2 separate regions of the Mus musculus genome follow, and region 1 is linked to region 2. The links are chromatin contacts, called in public HiChIP or PLAC-seq maps. All regions are on one chromosome and are shown on one strand. Each heading gives the region's core, a stretch centred on a gene start, on an enhancer-like site or on the middle of the called end of the contact. The rest is flanking DNA. Distances are from core to core; before and after follow the strand shown. Region 1 has its middle 21 kb from the start of C030037D09Rik. Region 2 overlaps Cuedc1 (CUE domain containing 1).

Region 1 (5,623 bases), core at 1,945-4,444, 570 kb before region 2:
AGATGTGGGTGCTGGGAACTGAACTTGGGTCCTCCGGAAGAATGCCAAGTGCTCTTAACCTCTTAACTGAAGGGCCATCCATTCCCAACTGCCTCCCCGCCCACACCTCCCCTCCCCGTTTCCCCCCCCCGCCCCCCACTCCCCCACCTCTCTACCCACCCACCCCCCACCCACCCCACTCCCCCACCCCCCACCCACCCAGCCCCCACCCCCGCCACCACTGCTCCATTATTATTTTGTTTTCTGGTTCTTTTACGACTCTTTTTTTAAACGGCTTGATCATTCCTATGGTTTCCTGCGTATACTCCTGTGAATGAAGTCTATTTTTTTCCAAGCGTGTTAGGCACCCGTGGCTAGTGCCTTATCTTACCACTGCAGAATTCTGCAGGTTTGCCCCTGCTTCTCTCCCACCTCCCACTCTTAGCTCTTAAGTGCTTTATTCTGCTGGATGGTTAGCTAATTTCTTTCTCTCTGCCATCTAACTTTGAGAGTCTTCCTTGATATTGTGGTTGTGGGATGCTTTGCAGCCTGGGATAAATTTGGTTTTCTCTATTTTAAAGGCCCTCCTTTTGTTCCTGCCGTGTCTCAGGGCCACTCCAGGTACATTCTCCTCCCTTGGGGTATCCAGATCACCCATTGGGTAGATTTCTTTTGCCATAAACTGATCGAAAGCATCACAGATAGCTTGTGGTTTGACTATTTGGAGGTAATTTCTGTGCGCGCACACACACACACACACTCACAGGTACACACGTGTACACCATACATCAGTGTAAATTAAGGGACTGTGATTTTTGAAGGTTCTAAGTTTACTCTAAGATGTTCCACATCTGTGTGGGAAGATCACCTCTCAAACTTTTTTTTCTGAGGACATCATCATCAAAGGTCAAGTTCACTGGGCTCAGCAAATGCTCCAACTTGATCCCAGGTACAATTTCCTCACGTCATCAGTCATTCATTCTCCGAGGCCCTTGAAGGATTTATTTTGATGCCAGAATATTTAGTTACTTTTCAATAAGTGTATTGATCCTGCCATGTTTCCGGAAATGAAAATTGGTCTCACACAAAGAAAAAGATTCACGTTTCACAATTCAACAGACTTCATTTATATCGTGCCAACACACAGCACCCACTGAAAGCTCAATACTGGTTTTGGAGGTTAATCTAACTGTGTATTTGAAAAGCAATCTTAACCTTTCAAATTGCTTTCTCAGCTACCTGTGGCTCTCAAAGAGATCGGCACTGGCCTGCTGCTGGTTTAGGCTGTCATCACAAACAAGGGCCTCTGTCAGCACCGAGTTGGGCATCGGAGACAGTGAACTCCTTAATGCATCCCAGCTTCACAGTTTGCCTGGGACTCCTGAAGATATCCCAAGACTGAACATCATACTTCATCCTGCATCCGAGGATAGGGACATTTTAATACCTCACTTCTTCATGTCACCTAGTTTATTTATGAGGCTATTTGCTTCCATTTTTACACTTTGATGGTCTTTAGCTCATCTTGGGATATTATTTTTACTTCAATTAAGATTGTATCCCTTGGCTGGGCTGTGGTGGTACATGCTTTTAATCCCAGCATTTGGGAGGCAGAGGCAGGTGAATTTCTGAGTTGGAGGCCAGCCTGGTCTACAGAGTGAGTTCCAGGAGAGCCAGGGCTACACAGAGAAACCCTGTCTCGAAAAACCAAAAAAAAAAAAAAAAAAAAAAAAAAGATTGTATCCCTTTTGTTTCTTATCATTTGTGAACAAGTCCTGTGGGGTGTTGTTCAACCAACATTGGTTTTATTGTGACAAACACTGGTGTCCTGTCTCTGTTTCTCAGTTTCCTGTCATTCTAAGTACAAATTCACACATTCCTTTTTTTTTTTTTTTTGGTTTTTTGAGACAGGGTTTCTCTGTGTAGCCCTGGCTGTCCTGGAACTCACTTTGTAGACCAGGCTGGCCTTGAACTCAGAAATCTGCCTGCCTCTGCCTCCCCAGTGCTGGGATTAAAGGCATGTGCCAGCACGCCCGGCCACACATTCCTTTTAATAACAAGTGGCTGTCATCTTATTCTTTCTCTATGTGTGAGCAAGCACTCACCACTAAACTAGAAAGGGTCTCTATAATTTGCCCAGGCTGGCCAGGAACTCACTCTGTAGCTTAGGCAAGTCTTGAATTTGTTACCCTCCTGCCCAGCCTCCTTAGTAGCTAGGAGTCCAGGTCTGCATTAGTAGGTCTTGCTTTCTTTTTGATGGGGGCTTATAAAGGGACAATGACATGCCTGGGGCCACCCAGCTTTCTCATAAGGGTGGCTAACTCTGACCTCACAACCCTCTGATTTCTCACGTGTTTGCTTCTCCTGTCAGTAAGGCCCGGTGGGCATCAGACTTGAGATCATTAGTTCCCATTCTCCAGGATTTAACAGGAAGAACAATGGTCAGCTAACAACAACAACCCAGCAGCGGTGACATCATCAGAGTGGCACAGAAGCAGGAAGGACCAGGGACAGAAAGATATCATCCAGAATATGTTCACTGGAGGAGGGGGGGTGCTTCCGGGTGGGCAGCATTTTGGCAGGGTGAGGAGATGCGGGACGACTGGAGGAGACAGTATGACAAGGCTCACTCTATCTGAATAAAAGAAGACAGGTTGAAGCCAAGCAAGATGGCTCACACCTGTAGGCTCAGCACTCCAGGCCGAGGCAGGATTGTTCTGGGCTTGAGGCTAGCCTGGGCTGTGGAAAGAGATGCTATCTACAAAAGAGCTAGTTTGCCTAGAGCTGTCCCCACCCTACTTAGTGACAAAACTGAGTTCCTGGAAAAGCAGAGGGACCCTAGGAAGGCAGCAGGTGACGCCACAGTTCATGGATTAGAAAAAAAGTCTGTGAATTAGAAAAAAGGAATCCAGGCGTGTGGCCCACGCCTTTAATCCCAGCACTTGGGCGGCAGAGGCAGGCGGATTTCTGAGTCTGAGTTCGAGGTCTACAGAGTGAGTTCCAGGGCTACATAGAGAAACCCTGTCTCGAACGCCCCACCCCACAAAAAAAAAACCAAGAAAGGGAAGAAGGGGCAGGTTAATAACTGTAATAAAGAATTGTATACATTTATTTTCATGCCAATTGAGAGTTTAAGAAAGATGTCCTTTGTGGCCCTGTCTGTACTAAGGACTCCACTGAAATATCCAGAATCAAGGAAATGGGTTTACGTATCCTGGTGCCTTCGGCGACTTAGTAGACTGTCCATCTAGCCTGCCTCATTCACAGGTCAAGGATATACACAAAGAAAGTGGGTTGGAGAGGGTTGGCTGGGGACTAGGGTGACAGATTGATGTCGCTTTAAAAAGGACATGAGATCTTCGGAAGCAGTGACTGGCTCCTGAGTAGACCCTGGTTTGAAAGAAATCATGTGAAAGAAGTAAGGGGAACAACTGAGAAACAAGTACACAGAGTGGGTGTCGGTGGTTATCAAGGAGTTATTGGCTGGGCATGGTGGTGAACGCCTTGATTCCCACTGCCTGGGAGGCAGACGCAGGTGGAGCTATGTGAATTTCAGGCCAACATGATCTACACAATTAGTTCCAGGCTAGCCAGAGCTACACAGTGAGACGTTGCCCGACAGATGGAAAGATAGAGAGATAGATAGATAGATGATCGATAGGTAAGATAGACAGAAAAAAGAAAAAAATTGATTTCAAGTTATATGAAAAAAAATCCCTTGGGATACATATGGATGCATTTACAATAAAAATGTCATAGTATCTGCAATTTTGTTAAACTACTTCAGCAACAGAGTAGATGAAATCCCTAAGACCGAATGTTACCAGTTTTTATGGAAGAGGTATGTGTTATTATGCTATTCTTTCTACTTTCCCAAGTTGTTAATAAAACCCAGAATAAAAGTTAAACTAAACAGGAAAGAGAAAGCAAATGCTTATGAATAATTTCAGGAAGGGAGAAAATTACTTGTGCTATAATGTTAGATGAAAGGAAAGCAGTAATCAAAATATAGCTGTGGTCTTCACACTGTCTGAAAAATTAATAAACAGAAGCCACAAAAGATGCAGGATGGGTTTCATATACATTACCATCAAGCTTCTACAACTGTGTAGGAATGGTGCTGAGACCCCAGACACACCCACACTTAAGCCTGACATGCTCACTCAAAAAAATCTATCCTTTTCTCTATATTAGCATCTGTAGATTTTCTCCACAGACAATGCAATAGCAAATATTCTTGTTTCCCTATGTAGCCCTAGCTGTCCTGGAACTATGTAGGCCAGGCTGATCCTAATCAGCCTATAGTGTTTCATACACTCTGAACTCAAGGTGATCCCTCTGCCTTGGCTTGGGAGAGCAGGTCTGAGGCAGCCCACCCTGCCCAATACTTTGAGTTTTGAGAACCACAGGTTCTTTATCACAACTAAATGGTGCTGTTGCAGTAGGATCTAGAAACTTAGGTACATAACCAAATAAGTGTGGCTATATGTTCCAATAAAGTTTTATTGACCAAAGCAAGTGTCAGGCCAGGTTTGTTAGTAACACTTCTAACCTGTAGCCTGGAGGCTAACATGAGCTGGAAATAGTCATGAGTATTGCCTGCGATGAAACTGTAAACTTAGGCAAACATTATAAGGGGTTCTGGGGTGTGTGTGTGTGTGTGTGTGTGTGTGTGTGAGAGAGAGAGAGAGAGAGAGAGAGAAAGAGAGAGAGAGAGAGAGAGAGAGAGAGAGATATTTTTCTTTCTCTTTTGGGTAATTCAATTGCAAGGTTCTGTTTGTTTGTTTGTTTGTTTTTCAAGATAGTGTTTCTCTGTGTAACAGCCCTGACTGTCTTGAAACTCACTCTGTAAATCAGGCTGGCCTCTAACTCACAGAGATTTATCTGCCTGCCTGTGTCTCCCAAATGCCAGGATTAAAAGTATGCACCACCGCCACCCAGCCAATTGCATGGCTCTTAAGCATGAAGTTTGTAGATGACAATGTCATACAGACATGTCAAAAACATGGACACACCTGTGCCTCCTCCCCTCCAGACCTTCAAAGTACTCAAGACAGGCACACAGAGCAAAGCAGAGACCAGGGGTTGGGGTCAGGATGAAGAAAGCATTGTGTGTAATTGTAGTTCTTGCTTCCATACTTTTCAGTACTTGTCTGTATTTCCCCAACTCTTCCACACACACTGCTATTTTTATATATTAGCTTTAAATATGTGTATCCACCTCTTTCCCAACTCTTCTTATTCCACTACACATTTGCATCGTTCTAAGTTGAGAGGACACTGAAGCTTCACTGTGTGGGGTCTCCCCACTCCTGAGCCACCCTACCTTGTTTGCCCACAGGCAACTGATTTTATTCCACTCGCTGTATACTCCAAAAGGATGTTAACTACATGCGCTAAGTCAGCAGAGCTTCTGTATTGGGCAACACCCAGGGACACCATTTGTATTGCATTCCTGAGTTGCTGTTGACACAGAGTGCAATGAGATTCTGTCCCCTGAACTTCACAGCAAACTGATCTGACCATGGATGGTCAGTACATGGGCACATGGGATGGTACACTTGCAGATACATGTAGTTACATATGTAGCCACATGAGTCTATCATTTGTCTCTATAGATATAGTGTATCTTTTTAGATTTATT
Region 2 (5,827 bases), core at 2,122-4,621:
AATAAAGAGAGACGTAGTAACAGTGATTGATTCGGATATGAATAACTCATCCTTGAACCTCAGTGGCATTGGGATGAAACAGAAGGATGATGGCCGAGGACGTGTCCTAGGAGTTTTGTGCATTGCTGCTAGGAGCTACTCCTTGGCGATGCTGGCCTTAGGTATTAACACTAACACATGGCTACCATGACCCCTCAATTATACTTAGCAAACAGGACAATGCACTGACCCAAAGGATCGTTTATGGCAGCAGCATCTATCCAAGCAATGCTTGAGCGCAGCAAAACAAACACAGGGTGGAAGAGAGAGACTGCAAGGGTTGGTGTACTGGCTAGTTTTGTGTCAACTTGACACAGCTGGAGTTATCACAGAGAAAGGAGCTTCAGTTGAGGAAATGCCTCTATGAGATCCAACTGTAAGGCATTTTCTCAATTAGTGATCAAGGGGGAAATGCCCCTTGTGGGTGGGGCCATCTCTGGGCTGGTAGTCTTGGGTTTTATAAGAGAGCAGGCTGATGTCCTAGAGTTTTAGAATCCCAGTATTTAAATCTTAAATAAGCTGTTGGAAGTATCTGTCTCATCACATAAAATAATGTTTTATTTCATGCTTTAACGAATGTGGGTTTGCATTTTAATGTTCCCTTTCAGCTCTAGATGCATTCCAAATCCCTTTTGTTTAGTGTGAGCTGTGAGTTCAAGTGTGCAACAGTATAATTCTGTGTCCTGCTGTGTAGTCATCCATTTAAAGTTTTAAACTCTCACTTCTGAAATGTTCACTAAGACTTGAGAGGTGTGGGCACAGTGTATTATTCTATTTTGCCAAAAAAAAAAAAAGAAAAAAAAGAAAAAAGAAAAAGAAAATAAAAACATGAATATGTAATGTCAAAAAAAAAAAAAAAAAAAGAGAGCAGGCTGAGCAAGCCAGGTGAAGCAAGCCAGTAAAGAACATCCCTCCATGGCCTCTGCATCAGCTCCTGCTTTTTGACCTGCTTGAGTTCCAGTCCTGCATCCTTTGGTGATCAACAGCAGTATGGAAATGTAAGCCGAATAAACCCCTTCCTCCCCAACTTGCTTCTTGGTCATGATGTTTGTGCAGGAATAGAAACCCTGACTAAGACAAATTGGTACCAGGAGTGGGGTATTCCTGTGACAATCTGACCATGTTTTGGGGAGGGCTGTGGAAGGACTTTAGAACTTTGGGCTTGAAGATTCAACCGTTGTTAAGAGCTCTGTCGGATGTCGTGTAGGAGCTTGGAAGGTAATGTTGAGAACACTGCAGAAGATGGAGCTCTGGTTTGTGAAATTTCAGAGGGAAAATTAAAAACTCTTTTTAGGGCCATTGCTGTTTTGATTGTGAAGATTCTGTAGTTCTGGTTAGCTGGGGCTGAAGAATCAGCTGTGATTAACAAGATACCAGAACTACCAAAGCAAAAACTTTGCATTACTGGGACTATTGATGCTGGTTAGCTAGAGCTAAGAAATTAGCGGTGATTAAGAAGAGACCAGCATCAATGAGGTGACATCTTCTGGGAAGTGTTTTCTGAAAGCACAAAGAGGCTGTGTTCCAGAGATGGCCAAGGTTGTACTCCTGCTGCAGCGGGACTTGGTAATATGTACGGGTCACCCAGGTGGTACTGGTTTTGAAGGCATGAAGGGGTCACGCAAAGCAGCTGAGGCTCGGCACTGTGAGAGGCCATGGAAGGCCATTGGTGAAGGTGCAGCCTCAGTTGCAATTGAAGGCCCAGGACTGAAGGGGTCATGCAGTGTTTTGGAGATGCCAGTACCATGAGATGACCACCAAGAGCAGCAGCAGCAGTGGGGTACAGGCATCTGGAGCCTAGAGATGACGCGTGTGCTACAAAGGGCATGGCTGGAGAAGTGACCCAAGCCCTTGGAGGAGTCCTGAGTTGGATCCCAGACATTGGACAGTTGGAGACTGACTTTTGCTTTTGATTGTGACTGTGCCTTGATATTTTACCTCTTGAAGGAAGAAACTGTTTTAGTGGAGCCCACAGTTAAGAGACTTTTAATTGTAAAAAGACTTTGGATTTTAAAAGAGATGGATATTTTAAAGAGATTGAAATTTTAAGAATATGTAAAGGCTGTGCGACTTTTAAAGTTATTTAGATCTTGGGGATGAATAAGATTGTAAGGGTTAAGGCTTACTAGTGATGTTTTTGTGTGTCAAGTTGACAAGGGGTCAATTGTACTGGCTAGTTTTGTGTCAACTTGACACAGCTGGAGTTATCACAGAGAAAGGAACTTCAGTTGAGGAAATGCCTCCATGAGATCCAACTGTAAGGCATTTTCTCAATTAGTGATCAAGGGGGAAAGGCCCCTTGTGGGTGGGACCATCTCTGGGCTGGTAGTCTTGGGTTTTATAAGAGAGCAGGCTGAGCAAGCCAGGTGAAGCAAGCCAGTAAAGAACATCCCTCCATGGCCTTTGCATCAGCTCCTGCTTTCTGACCTGCTTGAGTTCCAGTCCTGACTTCCTTTGGTGATCAACAGCAGTATGGAAATGTAAGCCGAATAAACCCCTTCCTCCCCAACTTGCTTCTTGGTCATGATGTTTGTGCAGGAATAGAAACCCTGACTAAGACAGTTGGTGAGAATGGGAGGAGGTGCTGGGGACTCTGGGGCCTGTGGAAGAGGTTTATCTGGGTGCCTATCACATGGTATGTACATGCTATGCAACCTCAGTGGACTGCACACTTGAGACCCTGTGTCCTCTGTACTCTTCTCTGATGATGTCATCTATACCCTCCTTCGGTGCACTACTATATCTCTTCTCTTAACCCCAGCCTGGCAAGTAAAGGCCCATTTTATAGATGAGCACATTAAGGCCCGAGTGTGTTTTATTTGTTTTGTGGTATCTGGAATTGAATGCAGAGCCTCAAGCACATGAGGCACGAACTCTACCAGGGAGGTACAGCCTAGTTCTTTTTACTTTTGTTCTGAAATAGTGTCTCACTAAGTTGTCCTGGCTGGCCTTGAACCTGTCTCATTACTTCTCTTGGGAAGATGTGAAGAAGAGAGAACACCAATGACTGGCCAAAGAAGTGATCTCACCCAAGTCTAGGAGTGCCCCCACCAGCACCACCACAACAGTTGTATCACCAAAGGCCCAACCAAACACAGATAGGATAACAACCTCTTGAAAGCTGCATAGAGCCCCCACCCCCACCCCCAGTTAGCTAACCCCTTGACTACTCCAGCATCTCTCGAATCCATCTGCAGCTGGAGCAAAAATGCAACCCACTGGGAGGTGGCTATAGGAGAGAGGGAGGGGCTAAAACCACAGGTGACCCTCTAATGACCCTCCTGCCTGCCGTGAGGGAACAGGCCCAAGCTTGCTGAAGGGCTGGTGTAGGAAGTCAGAGCAGTTCTGACTAAGATGGTGTCACAGCTCAAAGGACCGCAGAACAGACCACTTCTGATCCTCCTGTCCTGTCTGCTGAGAATCAGATAACAGGCCCTGTGAGGCCGATGACTGGTTAATAGGGCAAAAACACCCACTGGCTTTAGGTCGGAATCTTCAACGAGGAGGGCTTTGCAGTCACGCCCTCCCCTCAGGCAGCCTGCACACCTAAGTAAGATAGATGCTCAGGGTGAGCAGCCTAGCTGCCTACTGTCCCTCCGGACCCTTTTCTCTTCACTGAGAAAGCAGGGCAGGGAAAGGTTAAGGACAGATAGGGTGAAGCCAACTTCCTGTGATCCAGTGGATATGAATCTGCCGCCCCCCCCACCCCCACCCCACCCCGAGGCATCTGGGCAGATCCCCAGCACACCCCTCCCCCCACCCCTCCCCCACAGCTCAGTCCCCACTTTCTCAGAGACCAAAGAACCTGGGAAGGGCTCAGAGACCCTGACTGACTCAGACCCTAAGTCCCCAACCCTGCTTGAACCCTGGGTTTGGAGAAGACACCCCTAAAGCTATGTCTCTGCTTCTTCTGGGCCAGGTTCCATTGATACAGCTGACTCCTAACCCAGCTGCGCCCAGAACAAGAAGGCTGGCAGAGACTCCCTGGCAGTGAGCACACTGCAATGCTCTGCACGCCAGCCTGACCCAAGGAGGCTCCCGCCCTGGAATGCGCGTTCTTTCCTGTGAGACAGAAAGTATTTAAACAGATGCTTCTGCAGAAGAAGAATGAGGCCGCCTGGCTGGCCAGGCCACTGCACTGCTCACCCCACATTCCACCAGGAAGGAAAAGGATGTGGGGGTGGGGAGATGGTGTGAGGAATGGGCTCCTGGTGACACCCCGTTGCCTAGCACAGGAGGTGCTCAGCAAGATCCTAGGGTACCCAGAAGACTGGCTGCTGCCTCTTCCAGCCCACACACCCCTATTTCTGACAGCCATTGGCTCTGAGGGACAGGGTCCAGGCCTGGTGTGGTGAGAGGGAGAGGAGCAGAGCGCTCCATGAATTTCTTCTGATCTGTGGTGTGCCCCCAGACTCAAGGAGCCCAGGTAGGCATGCGGGCCCTGTGTGAATACACTACAGTGCAGCTTCCTGGAGCAGCAAACACAGCCCTCTAGAGAGCAATGCTTGATAGTGGGGAAGAGGCAGGTGGTGAGCAGGCCAGTAAGGAAAATCTGTAGTCCCAGAAATGGAACCCCAGCGTCTTTGTGCCCCCCCCCCCATTTCTAGCCACAAGGAGCTTTTCTGGCTCTAAAAGTTCTGTGGTCCCCTAGCCCAACTCACTGGGTGATGAGTGCCAGCCAGGTGTTCCGGAGGCTGGGAGGGAAGCAGGCTCTGGGCCATTTATCTGACAGGAGCCGTTTCTCTGTGACAAGGATACCCCTTGAGCCAGCCCACCATCCATCAGCCTCGAGAGACGGGGCTTTCTCCAGTCAGTAGTTATTGTCACTCTTACTACTGCTCCTCAGAAATTTTCCGCAGCACTTTGCAGTGGCTCAGGAGCTGCCTGCTGATGGTCCCAGGCAGGCCTCCAAAGGTGGGGGTTGGGAGAGAGCCAAGGATGGCCCAGAAGGGGCTCAACGTGGACAGCAGATGGCTTGGGAACAGAAGCGCAGCACAGGATGGCTGCCCCGGGGGCTGAGGAACCCTTGCAGAGGTCGGTGATGCCATAGGAGCTGTGGGCAAAGCAGGATATGCCCCGCTTGCCAGAATCCAAGGACCAACAAGGCCATAGAGAGTCAAAGCATGCAGGGAACGTCCCAGCTCACACTGAAAGAATGCACCTACACGTGCACACATGCACGTGAACTCGTGCCTCCCTTCAAGGAGAAGCGTCTGGATTTTTCACTGTTCTTTCCATTGACTAATCCAGGCAGGTCAAAGGGGTGTTTAACAGAGGGAAAGGGGACAAAAAGCTGAGGCGCAAAGACATTGTCAACGGGGCTGATGAGAAGATGGCTCAGTTGGTGTTTGCCACACAAGGTCTTGGGTTCAATACATGGTACCTGTATAAAAAGCTGGTGGCCCCCACTAGTCATGCCAGTCCAGGGGAGGTGGAGACAGTAGAAAATCCCTGCAGCACCCTAACTACTAGCTAGCCAGCTCTGCCCCACAAAACCAAGGTAACTGGATCCTGAGGAACAACACCCTAAACTGGTCTCTGGTTTACACACATATACACACACAAACACTAGTATCATCTACTCATTGCAAACATCCCCCTTGTACCACTATGTGCTTGGAGAGAAAATACCACCACACTGGCTCAAGTCATCCTTGCCCACACAGCTTCTCCATGGAGAAAGAATCCTAGCACTCACTAAGGGAGGGAGGGGGAGGCAGGAGGACCAAGGAGTCTGGGTTTCTGCAGTCAAATCTAGCCCAGAGTTCCCATGTAAACACAGGTGACT

The links. HiChIP or PLAC-seq counts read pairs in DNA pulled down with a chosen protein or histone mark.
Region 1: a contact with region 2 is called in an H3K27ac HiChIP or PLAC-seq map of embryonic stem cells, with 3 times the contacts expected there. The contact joins two enhancer-like sites. A contact is called at or near these places in 2 of 115 datasets of contacts at active chromatin or transcription factors (both in embryonic stem cells).

The regions. Positions count from the first base shown.
Region 1 is chr11:88,736,957-88,742,579 of GRCm38.p6, reverse strand. No RefSeq gene overlaps it. Among named protein-coding and RNA genes, the nearest start is that of C030037D09Rik, 21 kb to the right of the region's middle. Within about 2 kb of position 3,194, at least 9 of the 459 cell types and tissues checked have an H3K27ac peak or open chromatin away from gene starts, as enhancers often do. A contact at or near this core is called in embryonic stem cells, where this site is marked.
Region 2 is chr11:88,171,430-88,177,256 of GRCm38.p6, reverse strand. The region is part of intron 2 of Cuedc1 (CUE domain containing 1); the gene reads right to left. Among named protein-coding and RNA genes, the nearest start is that of Mrps23, 30 kb to the left of the region's middle. Within about 2 kb of position 3,371, at least 146 of the 459 cell types and tissues checked have an H3K27ac peak or open chromatin away from gene starts, as enhancers often do. A contact at or near this core is called in embryonic stem cells, where this site is marked.